Linked DNA regions of Rattus norvegicus: all the other regions are linked to region 3. The links are chromatin contacts, called in public Hi-C maps. All regions are on one chromosome and are shown on one strand. Each heading gives the region's core, a stretch centred on a gene start, on an enhancer-like site or on the middle of the called end of the contact. The rest is flanking DNA. Distances are from core to core; before and after follow the strand shown. Region 1 overlaps LOC120093668 (a long non-coding RNA gene). Region 2 has its middle 380 kb from the start of Rgs22l. Region 3 holds the start of Myc (MYC proto-oncogene, bHLH transcription factor).

Region 1 (3,455 bases), core at 42-2,541, 890 kb after region 3:
GTGTGGGGATGTTTGAGTGTGTGTGTGTGTGTGTGTGTGTGTGTGTGTGTGTGTGTGTGTGTGTGTGAACTAAGGGACTTGCATTCAGAATTCTGGGTCCTCGGTGGCCTTGTTTTAGCCTAGGTTCCGGTTAAGTCACAACCAGTACCCAAAATGATACATTTGGAAGGTAACCCAAGACACCAGGACAGAAAAAATAGTAAGTGAAGCAAAAATAACAGGAATACAAAATGCTGTACACAAATCTGACAACAGGGAGCAACTGCAGACACCTGCTCCCTTCCTCCCCACTTGAGTTTTGCCTCAAAATCATCAGTCTGGGAAAAGGAAAAGAAGCTTCCACCTTCTTCAGTACGAACACCCCTTCCTTATAGCATTGAATTCTCAAAAAATGCAACCTTAAAAACTGAACCACTTGTCAAAAGTCAGCCATCAGAACCCATGGCAGCAAGAACCTCTTGCATAAATGCCACAGAGTCATTTGTATAAGCAGGGGACATCCACGCCATCCCTCTACGGCAGATGCCCCAGGGCTGAACACATCACCCACAGTGTCTCATTCACTGGTCCTCAGATCCCAAACGTGACACCTAGGAGGCTGGATTTCCCCAATTGGGGTATCAAATTAAAACTGTGCGATTTTCCTTGGGGTCCTCTGCCCTCCGTCACTTAAAGATGTAAACTCTAGACATGAATCCTCATCATTCTTGATGCCACACGGGCAATAACCTGCCAGAAGGCAATGATCTCCAGAAGACCAAAGTCATGGTGAGAAGTGGTTTCAGAGACATGGGTGTGAAGTCTAAATAAAGCGAAAGAGCTAGGGAGGAAAAACATTCCCAGAATGCAAAGCAAACCCCAACAATACAATAGGCAGCAGAGGACAAATGACAGCCATGACTTCAGGGGCTCTGATTAACCAGACTGGCTGCTGCTGCTGAAGTCAGAGCAAAGGCAAGATTTTCCTGGTTGGAGGGATGGGAGAGGAGGGGCGCGTCTCTTCTCAGGGATTCAAGGAAACATTCAACAAGGAGGGCAGCAGGATACCTGAGGGCTGTGCCTTTGGTTGTCCCAGAGAAATGAAAACTGAGAACCACAGCTCCTCTCTTGTGAGGTGAAGTAGCTTAGCAATAGAAAGACAGCGAGCCATCCGCCCGGAGCAATTATGTTTTCATTATTATTCCCAAGCTGCCGTGTCACAAATCACATTTTCCGTCCCGGGGCATGTCGGTGCACAGCTGCTGATTGCAGGTCCCATCCCCACACCAGCTGACTGCTCCAGCCTGGCCCTGGGAGCAGCAAGCTGGTGGCTCATTAACCGCAATACCTGCTCACCGACAGCAAGCCCAGCGGAACAGATGCTGCAGATTTAAGGACGTTCTCCCCCATTTGAAATGAATACAAAGTTGGGCGCTTTTTCTCTTTTTCTTTCTTTTTTTTTTTTTAACAAGCTCCTATTGGGAGTTTTGGGGAGAGACTGTGAAACTCTTGTAGATTTTCATGTCCGTCTGCGTTACAGCTCAGCTGAGACTATTGAAGATGGGCACAGCTTTGCTTCGCAGGCACAAATACAAACACACCCAGGCGCCCCTAGCTTTAAAACTGAAAATTTAAAGTGCCAAGCTTTGGATAGCCAGGGGGCCACAATGCTTGTGCTGCCATCGTGTGGCTACAACGGGAACTGCACCGGAATTGGACTGCCAAATTCGACAAGGTCTAATTTGGGCTTCCTCTGCTTTTTCCCCTCTAGTCCTCCCTGTCTGCTTCCTGCTCTTCTGAAGCAGCTTCTGCTTTGAAGTAGTGTAGTAAAAAAGAAGAAGAAGAGTGAAAGAGAAGTCAATTAGCTAGGTCCCACTGTTTGCAAGTCGGTGTTCCTGGGGCTTAGCATACCTTTCCCTGGTTAATCCTCACAAAGCTCTCTGTGGCAAGCACTATTATTGACAAACAGTGCTCAAAGGAGGCTCACTTAGAATCCACCGTTCTTGATCCCTCCATTAGGTGAATTCAAAGTCAAAACTGAGTTCTGTAGAACTTGCAGACTGTGTTTAAAGGCACAAGGTTAATTAAAAGGTAGTTCATCCTTTAAGTTAAAAAAATCCTTTAAGTTAAAAACAATCAGTTATTTTAAAAACTTTTATATTACTACTACATCCTTAGGTCTGATCTGTTGTCTCTAGTCTGTAATTTATAGATTAGTGATTTTCATTCTGCAGATATAAGGTTATAGATAAAACGGGCATAATTATTATCGCACGACCACATTCTTCTTTTAAGGGCCTTCCAATCTTTTTAGAATTTTGAAACTGTTATGGCTGAATATGAATATAATCAGGGCTGGAGATCTTGTCATCTTTCATGCAGCCTTGGTTTCCTGCATTGCTTAGGAAGGTCTCTTAAGAGGCTAGAAAAGTGACTCACGGGTTAATGGTGCTTACTATTTTTGCAGAGGACCAGGTTCAGTTCCCAGCACCCAGGGAGGGGTTCCCAACCCTCTGGAACTCCAGTCTCAGGTTCTCTGATCCTTCTTTTGACCTCCACGTATGTATGGGGTACATACCTGCATTCACATAAAACAGTTTGCTGTGAGATTGTGTGTCCTGGCCATGACAGAAGCTACACTCACGAAGTCTCACCAACATAGTGCCTAAATGTGAACTGAACAGGAACGCCACACTTGACATGTCAATGGAGAAGGGGGGGTGGGGGCAGGAGGCCTCAACCCTACACAAACACCTACAGGGGACTGAGGAATGCTGACACTGAGAGAAATAGTCTTCTGTCGGAAGCACACATCAATTACATATCCAATACCAAGTAGCCCTAAAAGCATGCATATAAGTAACATTATACAGACTGAGTAGGGTGTAGTCACACACACACACACACACACACACACACACACACACACACACTATTTCTCCTGATGCATGAGAGAAGAGTCATTCACATCTGGCTCCGTTCCTGCCCCCGAGGAAGTCTATGCTCTACCTGCTAGGAGGAATCATGTTGGCTTTGACTGCGGGTCTCGAGAGACATAAACATAGCTGCCTAAAGTCAACTGCTGTTGTCAAGATGTGGTTATTCTCAGTTAAACGCCGAAGGTTATAGGGTGGAGAGAATCCCAAAAGGTAGTAACTATATCCCTTAATACCAATGTTATACAAACATATTTACTGATTGCTTTTTATATGCAAAGACTTGGAACTAGATAATAAAAAGTAAGGAATTATCCAATGGTTTCAAAGAGCTATATTTGAGGTGGGAGAGTGGGGGATAGGTGAACTAGTAGGAAAAATAAATAAGGACATACCCACAGCACTATAATGGCCTCCAGAGAATAGTGGAATCTGTTAAGGTGGTTCAAGGATGTAGTTAAGAGGGGTGGATGCTGTGTGAGGGTTTATCTCAGATGGATAGAGGTATATAACTCTTTGGTTCCTACTGTGTATGCTCCC
Region 2 (3,195 bases), core at 437-2,936, 640 kb before region 3:
TTTTCTAGTTCCATCCATTTACCTACAAATTTCATGAAGTCCTTGTTTTGAATTGCTGAATAGTAAATGCTTGCTTGTCTCCTGGGAGGCTTCACCCAGCAGCTGATGGAAGCAGATACAGAGACCCATAACCAAACATCAGGCAGAGTTCGGGGAGTACTGTGGAGAAGGAAGAGATGGAACTGAGCAAGTCGAAGTGGTCAAGGTCACCACAAGAAGACCTACAGAGTCCATTAAACTTGCTCATGGGGGCTCACAGAGATAAAACCAACAATCAAAGATCTCCTCAGGCAGGAGATGGACCTAGGAACCCTATATATTAGTACCAGATGTGCAGCTTGCTCTTCATGTGGGACCCCTAACAAGTGGAACAAGAGACTCAGGCTCTCTCTGACTTTATTCCCTGCTACTGCATCCCCTTCCCCTAAATGAACTGCCTGGTTGGACCTCAGTGAGAGAGAATATTCTCAGTCCTGGTGGGACTGGATGCCCCAGGGCAAGATGGTACCTAAGGAGGGCTTCCCCTTCTCTAATGAGAAGGGAAGGAACTAATAGGGGGAGAAATTAGTAATAGCAGGACTGGGCAGAGACAGGGGTCAGGCTTTGATTAGAAAGTAAAGTGAACAGATAAATTAATTAATAGAGGAAAAAGAACTAAGTACTGAACTGTGGATCCAAAGAACGGTGGTGTCGGGTACGGTTAGAGGAGTGAGCTGACAAGTGCTCCAAGAAGACTCCTTATACAAGATTAGCATACAGAAGTTTGACACTGAGAATATGAGCAGGAGGACATTTTGGGTAGGGATAAACCTTGTTTCACAGGACAAAAAAAATTCTAAGTAGCACAGTATCCTGATGCTAACTAAACTCAAAAAAAAATAATAAAATAAAATGCATCCTAATGAAAAGATAAGAGTAGGGAGGCTTAGAAAATAAAATAATGAGTTGATTTGAACTCTTATTTGTTTATCACTGTTGAGCTGTGTAGTTGGGAAAGGAGCAAAACTGATACGAGAAACAGGAAAAGCAATTGAAAATTGAAAAAAAGCAGTTTAATAATTCAGTAAATATAGATTAACTCATTTGCTGCAGATCCTCCACCAGACTAAAGTGGAGAATAAGCTTTACATGGCCCCACATTCGTAGATCTCCTGCCTCAGGAAAGAGGATGGAGAACAAACAATAAGAATAATAATAAACATAATCTAAATGAAAACATTTAGAGAGGTGGTGTTGCTGGCCTTCAAAAATATACAGTGAAAGAGCTAAGCCTATCTGGGCTAAGTCAGAAGTGAGACACATTCTTTTCTCATAGATAAGTGAGTGCCCAAATATCTGACGATTCTGGCACTATTGGTCACAATTTACCGAGCAGGCAAGAAGGAAGGAGAATAGAGAGTCAACACTTTTGCTTGAAGTGAAATCACCCAGGTCCTAAGGGAGGAAGAGCATCAGGAGGAGAGGCAGAAAGGGAGATTCCCAAAAGACTTCCCTCACTAGTCATGCCAGCTACTTGGCCTTTACCTGGAAGACTCAGGTTTCATCAAAGAGTTTTCAGCTTTTCATCCCCTTCTCCCACAGGCTAAACTGGTTTGTTGAACTTTATTGGCCTGAGCTATGCAGCAGGGTGACATTACAGCATGGATGGAAACTTGCTGTTCCTTGCATCAGAAAAGCACAGCACATCTTGGCAATGAGCTGTTTGTGTGGAAGGTGACTCAGCTCCAGCCTCTTGGTCATGCTTTAAAACAGAGGCAGGGTAGCTGTAACAAGATTCCAAGCCAGTTAGCCTTCAGCAAGCTACTGAGCACAAGGATGCAGCTGAGCGGACACTGCTGGCTCTCTCAGAAGTAAAGTAACACGGCATATCCATGGAGCGCAAAAGCAGGACCTGCTGATCCGGCCAACACTTGATATGCTGGTCACAAGCAGCATTTGTATCTTTCACCTGGACAGTGGCCCTGTCAGTTAGCAGGCATGTGACTAACTGACTCATTCTACCCCAGCACAAATCAACCAGGAGGTAATGGCTGTTGAGCTGAGAAGAGAGAGGGTTTGTGAATTGTAATGAGTTTTACCATTGCTTTCTGTGGAAACACATGGGCTTGAGAGCCAGCTAATTAATAGCCTGATCCAGTCCCTCAGCGGCTGCACAGATAGAACCTGTCTGCATCTATGTTCAGTAAATCGAGGCAGGGGCAAGAAGATAGTATTGTTTGTCATAGAGCCCTTTCTATGAACCAAGTATGTGACTGACGTCATCTGCTATGTTGTTCTTGCCTTACACATGATAGTTACATCTCACCCATAGGGTGTTTGTATGAATCATGAAATAATAAGTGGAGAGCTCAGCACTACAGACCTATTATTGTTATAATTGTTATTACTGTAAGTTTTATCTCCCATTACATAGGTGAAAACCTACAGGGAGGGAACGTTTGGCATGGCTATAATCCAGCCCTGTCCAGTCTCCTAGTTCTTGGCCTTAACCATGTGAAAACATTGCTTTCTTGTCTCTCCCCTTTGCTCCAGAGGTAAGTTGAAATCTTTGGAGAATGAATATAAGACAAAAAACAAAAACAAAAACAAAAACAAAAACAGTGATTCTTAAAATCTCAATGAATTAGAATAATGGACTCATAAGAAAATATTTTATAAATATTCATCAAGGAATATTTATGTAGCACTCATTATACTTTTATGGGAAATTATTTAAAAGTTAGGCATTCATTGCTTTTTCCTGCTCAGTGTGGAATATAGCAAATGCATGTGGAAATAAATCATTGCAGTGCCAGTGCGAGTAACACACATCGATAACACACTAAGTTCCGTTGATGTGTGTTAAGTTTCAGATGCGACCGCCAGCCTATTGCCTGCCCTGTCTCTTTAGCACTTAGAATAATTCCTTGTGACAGGAATTATTAATCCAGTTGTACAGAGACACAGGAGCTCAGCCACATCTGGTAATTTGACCAAAATTGCATAACTAAAAGGAGAACAGAACTAAAAAGCAAGCTCAGGGCTGAGTAAGACATAATTCCATGACCGCTGCCCCCTCAGTGGTTGCTCCCAAGTTCTCTGCATACAAATGTGAAGCAAACCGGTTTGACTAGATGCGTTTCCTAGGAGCAGGAGTCCCACCCACCAGCGATAGCAAGGATTGAATGATACCAGGTGAAATCACTGAAACTCCGT
Region 3 (3,687 bases), core at 733-3,232:
GTGTGTGTGTGGTTGGGGGGAATGCACTCTTTTACTCCCTACTATCAGTGACGCTGGTCGGACTAGCAGCTGCTCCGAGTCCCCGCCTCCTTAGAGCAGGGACTTAGCACTGCAGACGCCCAGGAATCGCCATCGGCCTTGGCCTCCTTCAGAGGCTGAGGGAGGCGACTGTAGGGAATACAGTCTGCCAAAAGCCTAGGCGCAAAGTTTTGCGCCACCTGAAGGAGAAAGGCGAGAGGCGCCGCGGTGCTCGGCCCCCTCCGGTGCCGGCTCTTTGCGCCGCCGACCGGGTCCGGGTCCCTACTCGCGCCGTCGCCCGGCTCTTACCCAGCCGGCGCCGCCGCCCCTCTCCGCCCTCCTCTTTCTCCACCCCCAGCGCGCCCCCCTTCCTTCCTTTGCCGGCTTTTCTTTCCTATTGCTGACTTGGAGGGGAGAGCTCAGTCTCAGGCTCTAACAAGCCTCTCCAAAGGGGAGGGGGTGTCAAATAATAAGAGACACCTCCCTGCTACACTCTAAACCGCGACGCCACTGCGCCAGAGACCCCACAGCGATTCAGCACCCGGTGCAGGGCGTCTTCCCTCTCCCCGCCGAGGGTAGCAGCTGTTACCGAACAGCTCAGATCAAGACTCACCGCAGTCTCCCTAGCAATTCAGGGGCGCGGGGAATACCCGCGGATCCCAACCAGGAATGTGAGGATTCCCTCTGGTTTTCCCCAAGTCAACGAATCGGTCACATCCCTGCCCCAGTTTTGCCTCTCCTCAGTGCGCTAGTCCAACACCAAGTCCTAATACCGCGGAGGGTTAGGCTTAAATTTTACTATGATCACTATTTTTAAAGCCCAATGGCAACTTCTTAAAAGGATCAGGGACCGGTTGCAATCGCCGCCGGGGATTGGCGGGCGGGACGCACCCCCGAGTTGGTCTCAGGCTGTCAGAAATGCACCAAGCCGAAATTTAAATGCCCTCCCAAAGACTGGGAAGTCAGAGGCTACGGAGCCTTCTCGCTTTTTGCGGAGAACACGCAAAAGGTAATCCCTTTCCCAAAGACCTCAGGATACGAAGGGCTTCCTTTGGCCACCGCGAAGAGACCTCCGGCTTTGACACCCCCCCCCCCAAAGGACATAAATATCAATTAATGTAGCACAGCAAGAATGTCCAACCGGCCCGGGTCAGCGTCAGCCCACGGTAACCTCTGGAAGACAGTTTCAAAATGCACCCCGGTTTTTTCCTTCCCCTTTCCTGTCATCTTGACAAGTCGTTCTACCCCGACTCAGATCCACCTCAACTCCGCCCCGGCCTACCCCAACTACTCTGAGTAAAGTGTCAAAAGCACAGAAATTGAATAAAGACTGTTCTAACCGGTCGCTACACTCAGGACGTAGAGAAAACAGTAGAAGACCAACAGATCTGTGCTTACCGGGTTTTCCACCTCCCAAAGGAAATTCAGGCTTCAAATAACGCGAGGAGCTCTTTTCAGGGGAGCCGATCGCGGGCAGAGGCAGAGAACACTGTCCCCAAATAGACAAAAATTCCCTCCCCTGCGCCTGGGGAGTCCTGTCCTGGCTCGCAGATTGTAAGTTCCAGTGAGAAGTGTCTGCCCGTTGCAATGGGCAAAGTTTCCCAGAGGCGGCGAGGGTTGCGACCGCTGATGTTGGGTCAGCGGGAGGATTGGGTCGAGGAGGCAGCAAGCCTGGAGGCAAAGCCCTTCTCACTCCAGAGCTGCCTTCCTAGGAAGCCCGGAGTGGGGCTCTGCACACTGGGCTCTTCCAACCCGCCCGCTCACTCCCTCTGTCTCTCGCTGGAATTACTACAGCGAGTCAGAAAAAAAACGCCCGAAAAGCTTCTTTTATACTGCGACTCCGGATCCCTCCCCTCGCTTCTTTTTCCCGCCAAGCCTCGGCGAAGCCCTGCCCTTTTGGAGGCAGGAGGCGAGCGGAGTGGGCGCGGCGGAGGCGGCAGCGGAGAGCAGCGCAGCCCGGGGGTCCTTAGCCGTGCAGACCCCCGGATTATAAAGGGCGGGTGGGCGGGGATTAGCCAGAGAATCTCTTTCTCCCTCCCCTCCCGACCTCTATTTTTTTCCTCCTCTCGCTCCCCCGCCCTCTGCTTTGGGAACTCGGGAGGGGCACTAGTGGGGAGCCGGGGAAAGAGGAGGAGCCTCAGTCCCGCAGCCCAGTACTCCGACTCGGGGTGTAAACAGTAATAGCGCAGCATGAATTAACTGCGCGCCCGACCATTTTCTCCTGCTCGCGCGTCGGTCCTTTCCCTTTCTGTACAGTTGTTCGGGCGCAGCGCTCGGCTGAACTGTGTTCTTGTCCTGCGTGTATTAGTCACCGCAGGTGGAACAGCTGCCTCGCTCCACACAATACGCCGTGTACCCTGAGCCGCGTCACGCACGTCTCGGGCGGCCAGTCGTCTCTCTAAGGTCGGGGAAACAGAATTTAAAAAGGGAAGGACGAAAAAAAAAAAAAGAGTTATGTAGGAGCCCTTGCTCAGTGTGGAGTGATAGTTGAAGACCTACGACAGATGAGGTCTGAGCAGAAAAACGATGCCTGGAATCATTAAAATTGCTCAGCAACTCAATGCCACGTATACTTGGAGAGCCACTTAGGAATAAACAGCCACTGCATCTCTCGGGGAGGGCAGTGTGTATTTTGCGTTTGGGCGTACAGCTATGTTGACTGGGCACATTCTTTACAGAATGAATCCCCCAATTTGCTGCCAGAAAGGCCCTCCACTCCAACACCTCCCGTTCGGACCTTCCACCAGGCGGGGTGGGGTGGAGGCGGCTCCTTGCCCCGTAGGTCTTTCTGCGCGTTCCAGAGCTGGAGTAGAGTAGGACTGCGGCGGTGGGCGCGCTCTACCCGGATCCTCCCGGTCGAGTCTCTGCCAGTCTACACCCCATGCACCTCCACTCAGAGTTCCAGTTCCACAGCCAGTTTTCACTAAAGGCAAATCCTCTTTGCCCCTGTGGAGCCAGTTTGCACCAGACTCCGGCTTAGAGGTTGGGGGTGGGGGGGGGCGGGAATCAAGGCGCTAGACGCGAGAATATGCCATGGATTGGGGGTTGGGGGAAACCCGGACTTCCCAGAAAGGGGGAGGAGTAGAATTGCCAACCCAGATCTGGGGAGCCTGCGGAGACCCTAGAATAAAGGAAACCGTTAACCCCTTCCTCTCAGGACAAACCCCAAACTTTCCCCTTTTATTACTGGAATCGTAATTATGCACTTAAAAAAAGGTCGGCCCGGGTCAGATCAAAGTAACGTTGTGTCTTTGCCTTCGTATGTGTGTGTTAAACTAATTAAAAGCCGACTCTAATTTTTACACTAATTTCCCAATTTACTTTTTCCTCAATACCATGCCGTGCATTTTGTAGAGTCCCCAAAGGTATACACACTTAATATATACACGATAACCTAGTTTATTAACCAACGTGAAACATGAATCTTTTGCTCTGTGTTTTGGTTCTAGATTTATTATATAGTGCATATTTCCTCGGGATTTGCTTATCCTACGCATCAAAACCCAAAGCAGTCTCCTCATTCAGGACTCCTCGCCCCAAGGCATTTTAAGAAACCTCTCACTGCTACCCCCTAAAAAAAGAAGAGACTACAGTAGCGTGTAGCGTGTGTAAGGTGCGCATTGTTCAAAGTAGTCATTAGCCATTGAGTTTGCAATTTAGGATTCAGCT

Evidence for each region. A called contact is a pair of places that touch in the nucleus more often than the background predicts.
Region 1: a contact with region 3 is called in a Hi-C map of Schwann cells, with 13 times the contacts expected there. The contact joins the enhancer-like site here to the promoter of Myc in region 3. A contact is called at or near these places in 6 of 12 Hi-C or Micro-C datasets (the A7r5 cell line, Schwann cells, frontal cortex and 3 more) and 1 of 1 datasets of contacts at active chromatin or transcription factors (oligodendrocytes).
Region 2: a contact with region 3 is called in a Hi-C map of the A7r5 cell line, with 4 times the contacts expected there. The contact joins the enhancer-like site here to the promoter of Myc in region 3. A contact is called at or near these places in 2 of 12 Hi-C or Micro-C datasets (the A7r5 cell line and mammary epithelial cells) and 1 of 1 datasets of contacts at active chromatin or transcription factors (oligodendrocytes).

What each region holds. Positions count from the first base shown.
Region 1 is chr7:94,595,012-94,598,466 of GRCr8, reverse strand. The region is part of intron 1 of LOC120093668 (a long non-coding RNA gene); the gene reads right to left. Among named protein-coding and RNA genes, the nearest start is that of A1bg, 210 kb to the right of the region's middle. Within about 2 kb of position 1,291, at least 25 of the 93 cell types and tissues checked have an H3K27ac peak or open chromatin away from gene starts, as enhancers often do. A contact at or near this core is called in Schwann cells, where this site is marked.
Region 2 is chr7:96,123,227-96,126,421 of GRCr8, reverse strand. No RefSeq gene overlaps it. Among named protein-coding and RNA genes, the nearest start is that of Rgs22l, 380 kb to the left of the region's middle. Within about 2 kb of position 1,686, at least 14 of the 93 cell types and tissues checked have an H3K27ac peak or open chromatin away from gene starts, as enhancers often do. A contact at or near this core is called in the A7r5 cell line, where this site is marked.
Region 3 is chr7:95,481,400-95,485,086 of GRCr8, reverse strand. It overlaps Myc (MYC proto-oncogene, bHLH transcription factor), which reads right to left and starts at 1,982. Exons shown (of 3, transcript NM_012603.2): 1 at 1,417-1,982. The coding sequence starts at 1,446.